Linked DNA regions of Gossypium arboreum: region 2 is linked to region 1. Evidence: chromatin contacts called from public Hi-C data. All regions are on one chromosome and are shown on one strand. The core of a region is the stretch at or near the end of the contact, and the rest is flanking DNA. Distances in the headings are between cores, read along the strand shown.

What was found. Hi-C and Micro-C count contacts between places; a contact is called where the count stands out from the background.
Region 2: a Hi-C map of leaf shows a contact between it and region 1, with 3 times the contacts expected there. The contact joins two enhancer-like sites. A contact is called at or near these places in 2 of 5 Hi-C or Micro-C datasets (both in leaf).

The regions. Positions count from the first base shown.
Region 1 is chr12:35,005,040-35,011,302 of ASM2569848v2, reverse strand. No RefSeq gene overlaps it. Among protein-coding and RNA genes, the nearest start is that of LOC128286014, 130 kb to the left of the region's middle. Within about 2 kb of position 3,657, at least 2 of the 2 cell types and tissues checked have an H3K27ac peak or open chromatin away from gene starts, as enhancers often do. A contact at or near this core is called in leaf, where this site is marked.
Region 2 is chr12:35,176,860-35,183,122 of ASM2569848v2, reverse strand. No RefSeq gene overlaps it. Among protein-coding and RNA genes, the nearest start is that of LOC128286014, 45 kb to the right of the region's middle. Within about 2 kb of position 3,097, at least 2 of the 2 cell types and tissues checked have an H3K27ac peak or open chromatin away from gene starts, as enhancers often do. A contact at or near this core is called in leaf, where this site is marked.

The sequences.
Region 1 (6,263 bases), core at 2,408-4,907:
AGTAAGTTGCATGCAAATAATTATAACAACAACTTTACCATTCATCATCATGCTCATAGTACAAAAGTAGGCATAAGCATAACTTACTCATCACTATCCAATACAAATCACATAGCATATATTGAGCTCACATCTCATACGTTTCAAATAGGTACCTGTACCACTCACAACATGGTTATACTTTTCTCATTTAACTTAAATTGTAACTCTCACCGTTGAGCCATTTGGTCACTAAGCCTCAAACATAAGGTATGATGCCAATGCCATGTCCCAAACATGGTCTTACACTGGCTCATCCATCAAGTCGATCCCATGTCCCAGACATAGTCTTATACTGACTATCAAAATTGAGGTTGACGCCATGTCCTAGACATGGTCTTACACTAGCTCTCACTTATCCGTGTCGATGCCATGTCCCAGATATGGTCTTATACTGGCACCTCTATACATGCCGGTGCCATGTCCCAGACATGGTCTTACACTGACACATCTCGTAGCCGATGCATGTCCTAGACATGTCTTACACTAGCTTACATCTCGAGGCCGATGCATGCCCCAGCATGTCTTACACTAGCTCTCGTCTCAATGCCGATTCCATGTCCCAGACATGGTCTTACGCTAGCTTTCATAATATGGCCGATGCATGTTCTAGACATGTCTTACACTAGCACACAAATAACCCGAATGTCATGGCATAAATATCTGATTTATTTCCTAAGGTTCAAACGGGAGTTCTACTCCTAAGGTTCAAACGGGAGTTCTACTATCTCAATATTCATCATACATAATCATTTCCACAAACAAGCAATTTATGCTATATGAATTCAAACATATATAATAACAATGTAGTTCTATTATTTACATACAACTTACCTCGGATTACAAAATGTAGATAACTAGTTCGGCTTAGTCCACTTGTTTTGCTTTTCCCCGGACTAGGCCCGAATTTTGTAATTCTTAACGTAAAATGATAGAAATTCATTCATTTCATCAGCATATTAATCTAGGCACTCGAAAATTCATAATTGGGCAAAATAACTATTTTACCCCTAGGTTCAAAAATCAATTTTTATCGAATTTCCTTATTAGCAAAGCCTAACCGACCATTTATCTCTCTTATGGCAACCCCAAATTCCCAATAATTCACAACATTACTATCTATTTTTGTAAACTTTAGAAAATAGTCCTATTAGGATTTTTCATGAGAAGTTCCTTCACAAAAGTTGTTTATTTCACAACCATGATTCATTTTCTTCCATAAAATTTTAGAAAACAACATGAACACTCTCATGGTAAAACCGTATACTTTCAATCATTTTGCAAAATGGCCCCCTTGTTAGAAAGCTCATGCTACAAGGATCTCAAAAGTACAAAAATATTCAAGAAAAGCCCTCAAAGTCACTTACTTGCAAAGGCTTTAAGTTGCTGAAATTTTTCAAGCTTCCATGGCCATTTTCTTGGATGAAAATCAGTGGAGAAGAAGGAGCAAAACAAAAAGATGATAGTCTTTTTCTTAGGTTTTATTTTAATCAATTTAGGCCACCTAACTTTGACTTTCTCATCCCTTTTATCCTTATGGCCGGCCACCACTATTTTAAGGGTCTATTTGCCCTTTAAAGACCCCCAATTTTGGTTCTCTAGCTATTTTACACCCTTAGCTATCAAAATAGGACTTTTGCACTTTATGCTATTTAGTCCTTTTTCACAATTAAGCATGCAATCGCTAAAATTAATCCACCAAAATTTTTATGCACTCGTATAATAATGCCATAACACATAAAATAATTCCAAAATAATTTCTCTGACTTCAGATTTGTGGTCTCGAAACCACTATTCTGACTAGGCCCAAAATTGAGCTGTTACAAAATGACCAAAATGCCCCTAACTTAAAAATATTCTATTTCACCTATTTCATGTCCATTTTTGTCCAAAAGAAATAAATGATATAATTACCATATAAGGACCTTCAATTTAAAATTTCATAACAATTGGACACCTCTAGCATGTAGAAATCAACTTTTACACTTTTTACGATTTAGTCCTTTTGACTAAATTGAGCGCCCAAACGTCAAAATTTTGAAACGAAAATTTCAGAAAATCATTTCGTGAAATCTTAGACCATAAAAATATAATAAAAATAAATTTTCTTACATCGGATTTGTGGTCTCGAAATCACTATTTCGACTAGGCCCAAAATCGAGTGTTACACTTATATTACACGTACAATAGTGACCTTACATAATAATTTTTTATTTAATTTTTAAATTTTAATAATTATTTGTAATTTCTTATAACTCTTAATCATCTCTAAGTAATTTTTATAGTTTTATCCGATTTTTGTAATCATTTAATATTTATTTAAGAAATCACTCTAAAATGAACTTGGATAAATAATTGTCCAAATTTATTTGAATCGGACAATCATTTATTTTGGATGTTGTTTTAATCACTTTTAATTATTTTACAATATTTTTATATTTTCTAAATAATTTTCTACAATTTTAAATTATTTCAAAAGTCACATTCAAGATGATTCTTTGTCCTAATTCATCCTCTATATGATTTTTAAATAATTATTATAAACTTTTATTTATTTTTAAGATTTTAAATATTTTTAAGTATTTGCTATCTTAGCATTTGTCACGTCAACATAAGGTACATGCGGTACACCACATATCATTGCTTAGTTACTCCATCGATTTTGTTTTCACTTAAAAGTAGAAATGAATGATAATTTTGACAGAAGCCCAATTTTTTAAAACATAGATGGAAATTGCAATTTTTCTAGCGTACAATGGGGTTAAATTGTTTATTTGTTAGTAGAAATAACAAAATACAATCCGACTTTTGATTTAATGGCATCATAGTACTTTTACCTCTTTTTCTTAAAGAATGCTCCTCTCTGAAAGGTTGATTGTTTTGGTATTCACAAATATTTAATTTAAATTATAGTAAAAATAACTAAAAATGATAGTTAATTTTATCATTATATATGAAATAAATTTTAAATATTTTAAGTAATTAATATAAATTTTATATATTTTTACGTAATTAATATCTTAAATTATGAGAGTACAAACTTATAATTTTAAACTCAAATGAATATTTATAAAAGCCAAAAGCTGGATTGGGTTGGTGTTTTTTTTTTCTTTGGACAAAATAAAATTTGACTGTTCAGCATTAGGATGAGAAACTATTTTTCTTTTTCACATCCATAAGAATAATAAACAAGACCTAAATTTTTTAGTGAAAAGGATTATTTTTATACCAATTCAACGGTGACCCAATCATGCCGATATTCAAGTTTAAATATTTATCCAGACGAGAAAAAGAAAATTCGGTAATATAATGGCGTGAACAAAAATGAACCGTTCATTAAGGAATGGTAGATAAATGTGGAGAAGGTGGAGCTTTTATATTTATCATCCAAATATAAAGTGGGGGCTTGAGTTGATTCACATCGTACAATTGACGTAACCATCCATTAGCCGAAATACATATTGAATTTTGTAGAAAAACGATGGCGATACAGTTAGTTGACAGCAGGCAGTGGCTGATGATGATCACCATTTTTGCTTAGAAATACCCCAACAGCTGTCCACCATTTTCCTTTCGGATAGAAACACAGGTAATCCAAGTCGCCTTCTTAAATGGCCCCACAAATCCGAATCTTTGAGATATTGCCTGCATTCTTCCCATGGGTGACTTGCTGCTTCTTAAGGTCGGGAAAAGGGTCGCTTTCTTCTGCTTTATTTGGCGGATGGACCCACCAAGTCTCCCTCCATCTACTTCTTCTACTGCTACTATTTTTTCATGCCACTATTTTTTCATGCCACTTTCATCTTAAAATTGTTGGATGATGTTAAGATCGATCTTTTGTTATTTTTCGGATTAATATTTTAACTGATTCTCAGTTCAATTAACTGATTCATTCATTAGGTTTAAATAAAATTGATTTAAATTTTAATTAGATTGAAGTTTGACCGTCAGATTTTTTGACTCAAACTTAATTTAGATAAAATAAATAACGTCACTCTTAAATAACTTTTTAAGTAATAATAAATTATTAATCAGATTTAATGTTTGTTTATTGAATATGTTGTGATTTTCTTTGTAATGTGAACATTTCTCTTTCAATGAAGGCAATCCAAGCCGAATTTTGTTTGCAAATTCCAAAGAGATAAGCGCTGATCCTTCCATTTCCTTGGGTATCAGTCCAAATCAAGGGGAATTTAAAGCCAGCTGCTTTTGACCTTTTCTTTTCTGCAGATTAGCCAATGATTGTATAAAAGATTGTAACATTTCAAAGATTACAATGCCAGCATTTCTTCTTATATCATTTTATTGGTATACTGAAATGGAAAGATCAATTTGGTTTTGGCCGGATATCTGAAACAATTATATTATTTCATTTGTATAAACTGATAGAACTGGAACTTATCCTATTTTGCTAGGTATGATCCAAACACTATTGGTTAAGCAACCTAAACTATTATTGAATCTGATTCAAATAATTAACTAATTTCAAATAAAAAAGTTGTTAAGTTTCTTTTTGTAGTTTTTTTATTTTATTTTAAGGTGTTTGGTTTAAGAAATTTCATATTTTCAAAGTAATGTAAGATTCTAGAATGACATTTTTAGAATGACATTTACCTTTTAAATCTTAAAAGATTATTTTGAATCAATAATATTATATTTTCAATAGTACTAAAATTATGAAATATAGGTGTAATTTTATTACCACCTCTTCTTTATGTAAGATAATATTATTGTAGTCGATTGAGTCTTAGATCGATTGACACAGGTATTATTGTCAATGCAAGAGAACGTGGGTTAAAGTGCGCTGAAAAGCATTATCTTCCTATTTATAAGTTAAGGAGTGACTATGAGTAATTCTAGGTATAGTGCCAAAAAGTGCAGATATAATCAGAACGTATAATAAAATTGTTAAAAAATAATAATATTCTTACATAACGCTATTTTTTTTTATCAATTTTACCTTTCAATTTTATTATCATTTTACCCGTAATCATAGTTTATCCTTGCAATCTAAATATTTTTATTATTGATCCCTTAATTAATATATTCAATATAATTATTTTTAAGTTAGGATTTGAATTTGAATTTGAATTTGAGAATTTGTAACTCATTACCACTTTTTCGATGTTTTAAGAATAAGGTGATGGTTGAATGGACTAGACCATCGTTCTTAATTCAAACAATTTAAAATTAAAAATTCTAAAAAATCATAAATATCAATAATAATTCGAGAAATCATTAAAATAATGAGAAAATTTATAAATATAAATAAATGATAATAGAAATATAAATTTTCATTTTAGGCTAAAGGGATATATAAGCCTCATAATTTAGCGAAAAGATTAATTAAGCCCTTCGTGAAAAACACACTCAATCAAGCCCTCAAACTCACAAATTACACCAATTAAGTCCTGTGACAAACATTTTCTGCTTATGACCATTACAGTGCTGACGTGCTGATGTGGCGCTTCATGTCATCAATAGTTGTTGGAGTTGCAGTACCAAGTCACCACCACATCAGCAAAACTAAAAAAAAAATTTTAAAAAGAATAATAAAAGAAATTCAAAGAAATATTTTTATGTTTTACTAGAATATTTAATATTTTAAATTTTTTATAAATTTTTAAAACATTATTAAAATTTATAAATGTATTAAGTAGAATTTAAAATGTTTAAAAATAAAAATTAATAAAACCATTTAAAAGTTAAATTTAAAATGAATCAGGACATATGATTGTCCAGATTCACTATGAATTTTGACAATAATATGTCCAATTTTATTAAAAATGATTTTTTAAATTATATAAAGTTAAAAAATATTAAAATTATTTTCCTTTAAAATATGATACCTATCAATTTTAAAATTGTATTGGTACTTTTTAGAAAATATAAAAATAAATAAATATTTTTTCAAACTTTATATGGGGGCATATGCTCATGACAAATCCATCTCATGTTTATATTGATCTTGATCATGTGTTTTGATCCATCTCATATCAATATATGGATTGTCAGCTTCATGACAAATGACATGTAAAATTGACTTAATTTTTTCTTTATTTAATTGATGAATTTATTTCCAATAACGAAAATTCTTGGCAGGGGTTAAATTTCCCTTCTTTTCTCATTGAAAAATTAATTTATTTATATTTATTCATTTTCCAAAATATATATTTTTATTTTTATATATCCAAAAGGGTAACAATAGAATTCAAAATTTATAC
Region 2 (6,263 bases), core at 1,848-4,347, 170 kb before region 1:
TAAACGGCCATTATTTTTTTATCCAAGCCTATTTTTCGGGCTTATATTTTTGCCTAAACCCTCCCACATTTCGGGTGGACCTTCGGGCCGGGCCAGGTAGCCCGACCCATGAGCAGGTCTATTCTACACTAACATTGTTAGTTTGTGATGCCATGATATTTCTAGCCAATTTGGAGGTGTCATGTGACAACCTCTCAAAATGACACATGGACAACATAATTTATATATTTATATATATTATTTTAGTTTATGTTTGCCACATGGCACATTAAGAGGTTACCACGTGGGATCACCAGATTAGCTAGTAGTACCATATCAGCACAACTAATAATGTTGTACAAAAGTATTAATATAGTTGATGGAATACAAGTTTAAGGACTAATTAGATATAAAAAATTTAGGGACCAACTAGGTAAAATGAACAAGTTTAGGAATCAAATTATATATTAACCCTTTAATTTATTATAAAATTAAACAGCGCTAAATATTTGTTTTAATAATAAATATTCCAGCACCCCAATCTCGGTTTAGCTGAATTCAAAACAAGCAGTAAACCTCCAGCGATATTCGGTTTTGACAGACATAGAGATAGGGTTGAGACTTGAGAATTTTTCTCTGATGGATGGATCGCTTACACTTGATTCAACTCTGGGGTTTTTGACTGGATGTTGTTCTACAAAAAATAACAGTGATTGAAGGGTAATCTATGAAGCGATAAAATGCTACACCTATGGCTAAAGCTAGTTTACAGATGATGACAGAGTTTAGCCATTCGTTAGGGAATGATGGCCTGTACCTGATGGAACGTAATATCGAACCAAGTGAATGTGAGTGGTGTCTAACTCTGATTGGCCTCAACATATCGTATCTGAATGGTGTCTGACGTTACCATTTTCTTAACTATGTTATATGTTCAACATGATGTCCAAAATTTATGGTTCACGTAGAGATAGGGTCGTCCAATGAATTCAAGGAGCCATCAATTGACAGATTGGGTTGTTTAATTACTGCCATCATTCTGGGATGCAAATGAAGTTTCAATTTCAAAAGCTAATCCTAGCTCAGAGTCCTACCAATCTAGAACCTCTGGGATTCTGATTGTTCTTAAAGAGGGGAATACTTGTACTGAGTTTGCAACTTTCAAAGGGTGCATCGGAAAGAAGGCTGTAAAAGGAAATAAGATGAATAGATGCAAAGATGAGGAAAACCTAGAACTCTCACTCCTCATATGTCTATAACTTTCATATGCAACCGAGTCGATTTAATTGAACAAAAGCATACAACATTTGGGTTTAGCTTGTATACGAGGAGAGGGCAAGCCATCCTTTCAAGTACCAGACAGCTTGGGTTCTACCAAGAAAATGGTCGGTCCTTAAAAACACTTTCTTCTTTTTATCTGTCAAATGTGAGGTACGGTCCCAGTAGGGGACCAAAGTTCTCATAATTCTACTCCCAGATGCACCTGGCTCATCTCCAGAACTCTTCTTCGTCCATTGAAATAATTGGCCTATGCCACGTTGCCATCTATCTAATGCACCGTAATCAACGGGTTTCTAAGATGATCCTGATAAGGAAAATAAACAACCAGAAAAGAGAAATTAGACACACCTTCTCTCTGGTCTAAAATCTCATCTTAGCACTACAATTGCTAATGTGAAAAACGCTAAAGACAACATAATATATGGAGTTTCCAGAAAAAAAAGAAGAAAATAGGCAAAGCAAGTGACAAACGAAGTGGGGCTAGGCATAATTTATAAAATTTTAAATTAATAATAGTAAAACTATATTTTAATTTTTAAAAAATAATAAAATTATATTTAATCTTTAAAAAATTATAAAATATTAATTATTAATCATAAAAATAAATAATTTAAATTTCAACCCAGGAAAAGCAAGCAATTAATGACCATTGGCAGCCAAAATTGCTACTGAAAGTCGACAATGATCTCTTGAAAGTTGAAAATCGAAAGCCCATTATAGGTAACCATCTCAGTCTGGGTGGCGAAGAACACTAACAGGTGACCATATCTGGTTTAACCATTGATGTTTTAGAAGAAAACAAGTTGCAGCTTAAACTGGTGCTCCAAACATTCTAAAAACATGGTCTGATCTTCATCACCTAAATTCTTCCGAGTTTATAATCTTTAAATATAATCCATTTGAATGCACCGTTTCAACTCTAAAAATCCGCCCTTCCTTGGCCATTTGCAGCAGCTGGTTGTGAAAGGAATATTCATGTTTTAATGTCTTCTTTCAGTGTGTGTAAGAACCATCAATGTTGCCCACCATATTTGGCCATGATTCAGTCCAAAGTTCTAGGCTTTGGTTTAGCTGAAGGTAGGAAAAAAGTTAGTATGTGAGATAATAAGGAAACTCATGAGCCATGGAAGTTGCCGACGTTATTTAACATTCATTATCAGATGAATGATTGACATCCATGACTGTAGCAGCGATAGTGATACTGGACCATAGGAATTGATTGAACGTTGACAGGTTACTAAAATAAAATAACAGAAGCTAAGTGTGACCGTCCACACTAATCCGAAAAGTATTGCTAACTCTAACCCATTGGATTTGAGGGCTAGTTTATTACTGTTTTTGAAACTTGTGAAAAAATATTTTTGAAATTTTTTGGCTAATTTACTAATTTCACTTAAAAAATTTTGATATTTATAAAAATGACCTAGATTCAAAAACAATTATTAAAATAATTTGAAATAAACAATATTTTTGGGTATTAGGAACCCAATGACCGGCACTACATAGTATTTTGGTCCCATGATTGCTTAATGATTGTGTCAGGCTTTAAAAAATTAATTTTTTTTTAGTTTAGAAACCTAATAGTCGACACCAGGATATTTTTTTAAAATCGTATCATACTAGAATATAAAAATACCAATATTTTAAAAAAAAATATTGGTTCTGGCCATGTAATTGTTGGCACCAGAGATGTAAAAAAAAAAAAAAAATTGGTGCTGACAAGTAAATGGTTGGCACCAGGTACTTTTTTCGTGTCCCAATGTAATTTTTTTTTTACTTTGGTACACTGATGGCTGGCACCAGTTAAGTTTAAAAAAGAAAATTTGGGTGTTAACCATGTAATGGCCGGCACCAAGTACTTTTTCCGTGTCCCAATATTTTTTTTTTGAACACTGATGGGTGACACCAATTAAATTTTTTAAACAAAGAAAATTTTTTTTGGGTGTTGGCCATGTAATGGCCGACACCAAGTACAATTTTGGCTCCCAATGTAAAAATAAAAATAAAAAATAAAAAATTGGAAACTGATGGCTGGCACCAATTAAAATTTTTTAAAAATAATTTTTTTGGTGTTGGCCATCTACTGGCCAGCACCAGGTACTTTTTTCATGTCCCAAGGCAATTTTTTTTTTTACTTAGGGACACTGATGACTGGCACCAATGAATTTAAAAACAAAAATTTTAGTGCTGGCCAGTAGATGGTCGACACCAAATTTATCAAATATATATAGGTATTTTATCTTTTATTTGAGTTTTTTGTTTGCTTTATTAATTGAAAATCAAGATTAAAAATATTAGTTTTTTTCTTTATTTAGAATGAAGCAAAAAAATTTTAAGATAAGTTCTAAAATTTTGTTTGTTTATGTTCATTTCAATAGAGAAATGATAAATACAACTGAAGAAGGCCGTGTATTTCAAAGTAGAAAAAAAATAGGAATGAGATTCAACAAGCGTATTTCGCTGGCAGATTTAAAACGAAAAATTAGTACAAAGATAGCAACCCATTGTAGAAAGCAAATGTGAGATTGTTTTACAAATTTCTGATTTCAACTGATCCGCTCAAGTTCTCCAAAATGGAGCTTAAAGATGATGATGATCTAGAGACAATGATAGCAATTTATTGCCCCCCTGAGATAGAAAATCCCAACCCTGTTGAGTTGTTTGCGGAGATAGCTAAATCGAATCCTATTCAAGTTGTAACTCCAAGAAGCTAGTGCTCTGGAATTGATTTTGATCTTAAAGTCTCCTAGGAAAATCAGTCGGGTTTTGGACGGTCAATGCCAACTCCCGAAAATCCAAACACCGGTGGATGTTCGTATAACATCCCAAACTCATGTACTCGTCTAGAGATCCATTCAGAGGTGTTGGCCACCATAGAATATGGTGATGAAGAGTCTGATAATGATGATCAGTCCCACTGTGATTCCAACGATGATTTTAGTGACCTCGATTTGGATGACATCCTTGAAGCATAGACAAAGAAAGGCTGATGGAGGGTGAAAATGTAAACCTCTATTTGGCCGTGAACACGGGCCCTGGTATAGTTATAAGAAATAATCCAGGGTCCTTCATAACTGACGTGGATCCTGATGCGGCTCTTGCAGGCGAGTTCTCGGAATATACAAACATTGTGCTGGCTCACCTACTTGATATTGAATTCGGCGATGAAGAGTTGTTTGTAGGACAACAATTCGATAACCAACAAAACTGTTTACATGCTATAAAACAACTTAGCTTGAAGTTAGGTGTGGATTATAAAGTAATGAAGTCGACGTAGTTTTTGTACGTAGGAGAATGTTGGAAAGCGTCAAGTGGTTGTAACTGGCATGTTTGAGCCGCGTTAATGCAGCAAACACAGATGTGGATGATAAAGAAACTAGAAGGTCCACACACATGCACGTCTACTCGTATGTCGCAAGACCATAGAAAGTTAGATACAACAACTATATGAAACTGCATAATCTCTTTAGTGAAAGAGTCTCCCACCATTCAGGTGTCGGCTTTTATTGCAAACATGCAAGCTCAATTCAAGTATAAAGTATCGTACAGAAAGACATAGTGGGCAAAGCAAACGGCGATACGAGAGTTGTATGGTAACTGTGATTCGTCATGCAATGAGCTTTAAGGGTGGATAGTCGGGATGCAAGAGTATGTGCTTGGGACAGTGACTAATTTGCAAACCGTATAAAGGTCAGACAGGGAGATACAATCGGGGAAACAATTTTTTCACCGATTGTTTTGGACGTTCAAGCCGTATGTTAGGGCTTTCCCTCACTGCAAGTCAATGGTGCAGGTGGACGGGACATGGTTGTATGGAAAATACACGCAAATACTCTTGATTGTTGTTACACAAGATGGCAATCAAAATTTACTTCCGATCGCTTTCGCCATCATGGAGCGTGAGTGCTTCGAGTCTTGGGAATTTTTCCTTAGAAATCTACGGAGGCATGTTGTTAGAAAAGACAACATTTGCCTTGTATCAGATAAATCGAAAAGATTACTTGCTGCGATAAGGCGATTGGAGGTTCCGTGAAGGTTTGTTTATTGCATCCGGCACATTGCATCAAGCTTCCACAGAGATTATAAGAATAAAGATTGGAAAAAAGAATTCGTAAACATGGGTAAAAAATTTTTGTTTGTATTTATTTCCAAAATTACTTTTCAAATTTTTTCAGCCTATAAGTTTTTAAAATACTGATTTCAAATTAAATATGCAGGTGATGAGTTAGAACCGCGAAGATTCAGGCAGAGGTTTGCGAGGCTTGAATCTCAGATGTCATCTTTACCAACAAATCTCCGGACATGGTTAGGTAGTATGAAGAACGGGCAATTGACTCAAAGTTACGGTGAGGGGTTTCGGTATAGGAAAATGACGACCAACCTGGTAGAGGTGGTCAACTCTGTATTGAGGCACACACGTCATCTGTCGATTTCTGCTTTTTTTTAGCAACATTTTATAGGTTGGCCACATTGATACCTAGGCTAGGTTTGAGACAAGCTAAGTAGATCAAGGCCAAACACGTGTACATTAAGGGTGTCCGAAAGGCCATGGCGGTAAATAGTCGAAGGGCACAAACAATGAACGCAGAATTGTATTCGCGCGACTTGGAGACTTTCTGAGTTCAAGGGTACATCGGCCGTCGTTCGGGTCTTCCACCTAGGTTTTATGTAGTTGATCTATGAAACAAGTGATGCGATTGCGGGATATTTCAGAATATTCGATATCCATGTGCGCATGTTCATGCAGCGTGTTCGAGAGCAAAATTAAATGTTGAACAATTCATAGACGAGATCTACACATTGCAACGCACATTGCGTATATGGGGAACGAATTTCCTGTAATACCCTATGTCTCAAACTGGAAGTTCCACCCCCTGCTTTTGAGATGGTGCCTGACCGTAGTCTCCGTACACATCCTAAAGGTCGACCACAATCGACAAGAATTTGAAATGACATAAATGTCAGGGAAACGGGCGAACCCAAACTGTGCATTGTGTGTCGAA